2 separate regions of the Mus musculus genome follow, and region 1 is linked to region 2. Evidence: chromatin contacts called from public promoter capture Hi-C data. All regions are on one chromosome and are shown on one strand. The core of a region is the stretch at or near the end of the contact, and the rest is flanking DNA. Distances in the headings are between cores, read along the strand shown.

Region 1 (2,700 bases), core at 131-2,630, 1.8 Mb before region 2:
ATGGGCGGCTCCTTCTATTCTTTTATACTTGTAACTGATACATAATAGTTATAAATACCCATGGAAGGACTTACAGAGACAAAGGTTGGAGCTGAGACTGAAGGAAAGACCATCCAGAGACTGCCCTACCTGGGGATCCACCCCATAAACAAACACCAAACCCAGACACTATTGCAGATGCCAACAAGGTTTTGCTGACAGGACCTTGATATAGCTGTCTCTTGTGAGGCTATGCCAGTGCCTGGCAAATACAGAAGTGGATGCTCACAGTCATCTATTGGATGCAGCACAGGGTCCCCAATGAAGGAGCTAGAGAAAGGACCCAAGGAGCTAAAGGGGTCTGCAGCCCTATAGGAGGAGCAATAATATAAACTAATCAGTACCCCCAGAGCTCCCTGGGACTAAGCCACCAATCAAAGAAAATACATGGTGGGACTCGTGTCTCTAGTTGTTACATATGTAACAGAGGATGGCCTAGTCAGCCACCAATGGAAGGAGAGACCCTTGGTTTTGCGAAGATTATATGCCCCAGAATAGGGGAATGCCAGGGGCAGGAAGCAGGAGTGGGTGGGTTGGGGAGCAGGGGGAGGGGGGAGAGGATAGGAGATTTTCGGAGAGGAAACTAGGAAAGGGGATAACATTTGAAATGTAAATAAAGAAAATATCTAATAAAACTAGTTATAAATACTCAAGGGACACGATGTAACATCTCAGGAATCAGTGCAGGGGGACTGGCCTATCCAGACCATTGACATTGTTCACTTCTGGCCTCTTATGATCTTTCTGGTCCTAGCCTGAAACCTCAGTCCTCTGTAAGGTCTCCTCGCATACCCTTGAGAACTAAGGATCACCTTGTTTCAGCCCACCCACTCTTGATTTGTATACATTTCCTTTTGAGACCTCACTGTTACTTAGAGTTTTACAAATATTCTCTAACACTGTGAATGGTGTGTGTGGAGTGGTCTATGAGCACCTATCATGGAATCTGGCTCATGTTCCAAAGTACCATACAGTTGTATAATGAATGGAAGAGTAATGTATAAATGGATGGATGAGTGAGTGAATGAATGAATGAATGAATGAATGAAGTCACAGCTAATGGAGGAAGACCTAAAAATAAGATATGATAATGCAGGTGTGACCAAACCTCCCTGTAAAACAAAGGCCCTCCTCCAAACTCTTCATGAGGGCCCTGCTTCTCAGAATTTCTTATTCTAGCTGAGAAGTGGGGATTTCCCCCTTTCAAAGCTCAGCCCTTAAGCTTCCTGGAACTCGTTTCCCACATTCTTCAAATAATCTTTACCACATAGCACTCAATAGACTGTTCAGTAAAGGTCCAGACCACAGTCCAGCAGGAAGGCGGGCCCTGAATGACCAGCAGTGCAGTAAGCACTAGTGTGGTTTCATATTACCTCAGTGAGGTGGCTTTGGTTTGCCTCAGATGTGACTCCACCCTCTGGGAGCCATCTTGTTGATCTCTTACATAAACTCCTCTAATTTCCCTTGTGGAATCCTTGTCCCGCCCCTCTCTCTGTCTGCCCACTTCTATCCTCAGACCAAGGTACCAAATATTTCACTCTCTGGGACTCTCCCGACTGTGAGACCTTTTACCAGAGTTCTTTCTACCTTCCTGGGTCACAGCCAGGCTCCTCGATGTCTGCTTCACACCCAGGAATGTCCAGAACTAACCTTTTCGTTGTCCAGCCTCCTTTAGCTTCGTGAGCCCTCTGTCCCTCCACATTTCCTCATGGGTAGCACTCATGCCGGCTTCAGAGGCAGCACAGACGCGCTTCCTGAAGGCTCTGCCTATAATTCCTGCTTGGCAAAAGCAACTGTGCTAAAGGCAGGTGAGAGGGAGGTCCTACTTATGGATTTAGGAACCAGTCATAGGCTTAAACTGTCTTTTTCATTCACTTCAAGAGGAAATGGAGAATATAATTTAAGTGCTGCTTAAAACACTTTTTAATTTTGAAAAGAGCCCTTAATATGTACTTGCTTTCTTCATTGATTTTTTTTAATGTACATTGTGTTTTGCCTGTATGTATATCTGTGTAGATCTGAAGTTACAGACTGCTGTGAGCTGCTATGTGGGTGCTGGGAATTGAACCCAGATCCTCTGGAAGAAACAGCCAGTGCTCTTAAACAATGAGCCATCTCTCTAGCCCCCTTACTGTGTACTTTCTTGCATGCCACAGTTTCTTTTGATCCTTCTTATAGCTGTGTAATATGATGGTGTTTATAAACCATTTTGAGTTTTAGAAAAGAAACTACCAGAGTTATCCTTCTGCTAAGCTAGCAGTTTAAATTCCATTAAGTCAATAGAACCTTGTCATTAAACAAGATGTTTACAGATTCCTCCTTTTAAAAAAAATAATAAGTTTAGTTTTCAGGGAGCAGAGAAGAGACGAGTAATCTCAAAACATTTCTACAGAGTCTAAGGATAAAAAATTACTTAACAAACTACATCTTGTCACATCCAAGACACCAACTATCATCAAGACGTGCCATAGGAGCTGGAAACTACCTGACTCAGAAGTTAAGACAAATACTGCTTTTCTAGGCAACCTGAGTTCAGCTCCCAGAACCACCTGAGGCAGCTCAGTGCTGCCTGTAATACCTGCTCCTGGGGAACCTGGTGCCTCTGCCTCCTTGAGCACCGAAACACAAGTGCGCATATCCACACACAGAGTATACATATGT
Region 2 (2,700 bases), core at 120-2,619:
TCTTTTCTTTCTTTCTTTTTTTTTTCTTCTAGTTCTTGTCTCTCTGCCTCTCCGATCCCTGTTTGAATCTGTGCAAGCTTGTGTTTTTGTGGCTTTTGGAGTTTGTTTTTGTACTTTTCTTTTTAAGGTGGGGTTGTTTGTTTGTTTGTTTGTTTGTTTGTTTTAAACAGGATTTCTTTATGTAGCCCTTGCTGTCCTTGAACTTGCTCTGTTGACCAGGCTGGCCTCAATCTCAGAGATTATACTACAGACTTTAACACGTCTCTTTCCCAGTCTTCCTAGGCCTAGTCAGTCTTACAGAAGGGAGCCTCACCTGGCCATGCTCACCGGATTGAAGCCAACCAGGACCGGCAAGAAGACAGCTGTGTTATCCATGCAGTAGTCCATCTGGCCTGCCACAAAGGGCGCCTGAGAGTAGCAAGAAAGGAAGGGACAAGAAAAGAAGCTCCCCTGAGTGTTTCCAAAGACCCACATGGAACCTGCCTCAGCTTGCTTGCTAGAAATAGATTCCTCAACCAAGACTTAGTGAGTCCACCACCAGGTGGTGGCGCAAACCTTTTTTTTTTTTTTTTTTTTTTTTTTGTGGTTTTTTTTTTTTTTTCGAGACAGGGTTTCTCTGTATAGCCCTGGCTGTCCTGGAGCTCACTTTGTAGACCAGGCTGGCCTCGAACTCAGAAATCCGCCTGCCTCTGCCTCCCGAGTGCTGGGATTAAAGGCGAGGCGCAAACCTTTAATCCCAGCACTTGGGAGGCAGAGACAGATGGATTTCTGTGAGTTCAAGGCTAGTCTGGTCTACAGAGCAAGTTCCAGGACAGCCAGGATCACAGAGAGAAACCCTATCTCAAACAAACAAACAAAACAAAAACCTTATTGAATGCAAATTTGAAAAGCAGAGAGTACTTTAACAAGTTCTCCCCCCCCAAAAAACTACTTTTTCTTTGAGCTACGACTTCCTTATATAGTCCACGCTGGCCTTGGACACACAGTCATCCTCCTGCCTCTCCCTCCTGAGTGCTGGTATTATAAGCAATTCTCACCAAGCTAGTGCTACATTTTTCTTCTGTTCTCTCACAGAAATCTCCCAAATGGTAAGGTTTGAGAACTACTGACTCAATTGTAAGCTCCTTGTGGTCAGTCTCCTGTTTTACCTCATGGTACAACTGCTGGGATCTGATTCTCTGCACCCTAAACTCTAAGAATCAAAACTGCTGTGAGTGATAGGAACCCCAGCCAAGTGGTTCTCATACAAACATGCTGAGAATCTTGTTAAAATGCAGACTGACTCACTGGCACCTGAGATCCTCTACTCCCAACCAGGCAGAGTTGATGCGGATATTGCTGGTGGGGACGAAGCCAGGGGCCAGACTCTTGTCTGAAGAGCCAGAGAGAAAATACTTCAGGCTATGTGGGCCCTGTGATCTCTGTTCAACTACTTAAGCCCAGCACAAAAGAGGCCATGAGTTCTGAGTAAGCACAGAGGTTGCATGCCAGTAAAACTATCCACAAATTCAGGCAGCTGGCTGCACTGACTGCCAGAGTAGCTTGCTGACTCCTGGACTGGTCTGTCCATCTTGATTGTTGACACTGAATTACACACCAAGCACCCACCTCATCACCTAGCATCCACCATCCATGACAGCCTAGTCCTACCCGCTTCATCCTAGTAAAGCCGACCCACCCCTCCTGACCTCACACTTACAGAGAGTCCCACGGAAATGCCTATAACGACCACTCTCTTTTTCCCAGCAGCCACCTAGGAATGAAAGGGGTGCATTAGGGTCTCCAGGGTACAAATCTAGTGTGTGAGAAAATCAGGACCAGAGCAGGAGCCAGGCCTTGGCTGAAGGTTGGGGGTTTTCTAACCCTATGTAAAGGAATATATGGGCATCTCCAGGTAAGTAGTAACAGGAGACACAGACCTTCTTCAGCTCCTCGATTCCGTGTAGGGCGCTATCTTCTGTCCGTTCCCGAGAGGCTACAACAGACCTAAGGGTGCAAACTCAGCCGAGGTCAGTGGTATTAGGTAAGGAGCAGATACCTACTGGTGGTTAGGAAAGGTACACTAACAGAAAGGGATGGAGGAAAGCTATCATTGAACAGCGCCTACTGTTTAACAGGCTCTGTGATAGGCGTGACACACAATAAACATCTGTGACAGGGCCAGATACAAAGCCACAAGGGATGTTGGAGACTAAGGCAGGTTCAATATAATGCTTGACTAAATTCATTCAAATTTAGCCTCTAAAAAGACATTTGGGGGCTGGAGAGATGGCTCAGCAGTTAAGAGCACTGATTGTTCCTCCAAAGGTACTGAGTTCAATTTCCAGCAACCACATGGTGGCTCACAATCATCTGTAATGGGATCCAATGCCCACTTCTGGTATGTCTGAAGACAGCTACAGTATACTCATATACAATTAAAAAAAAAACAAAAAAACAAACAAACAAACAAAAAAACATTCAGGCCACGAGTACAGGTCGGGGTAACTTACCTGTCACCCCCTGCAATGAGGTATGTGTAAAGAGGTTTTTGTCCCAGACCTTTCATCAGCTGGTTGAAAGACACCTGTCCAGGGGGAGGGAATATGCCGACAGAGTGATTAAAAAGGACATAACACGGGTTCTCAGGTCCTAGAGGATCAAGGTGCATAATGGTCTTCTTAGGCCAATGCTTAACCCTAACTTGTTTGGAGTCCGCCA

Evidence for each region. Capture Hi-C pulls out chosen DNA fragments and counts their contacts.
Region 1: a promoter capture Hi-C map of adipose tissue shows a contact between it and region 2, with 4 times the contacts expected there. The contact joins two enhancer-like sites. A contact is called at or near these places in 3 of 39 promoter capture datasets (the 3T3-L1 cell line, the C10 cell line and embryonic stem cells) and 2 of 9 other capture datasets (adipose tissue and liver).

What each region holds. Positions count from the first base shown.
Region 1 is chr5:33,120,776-33,123,475 of GRCm38.p6, reverse strand. The region is part of intron 2 of Slc5a1 (solute carrier family 5 (sodium/glucose cotransporter), member 1); the gene reads right to left. Among named protein-coding and RNA genes, the nearest start is that of Slc5a1, 18 kb to the right of the region's middle. Within about 2 kb of position 1,380, at least 37 of the 459 cell types and tissues checked have an H3K27ac peak or open chromatin away from gene starts, as enhancers often do.
Region 2 is chr5:31,299,865-31,302,564 of GRCm38.p6, reverse strand. Gckr (glucokinase regulatory protein) reads right to left here. Exons shown (of 19, transcript NM_001374741.1): 5 at 2,493-2,566; 6 at 1,920-1,986; 7 at 1,700-1,753; 8 at 314-408. Among named protein-coding and RNA genes, the nearest start is that of Gckr, 3.7 kb to the right of the region's middle. Within about 2 kb of position 1,369, at least 4 of the 459 cell types and tissues checked have an H3K27ac peak or open chromatin away from gene starts, as enhancers often do.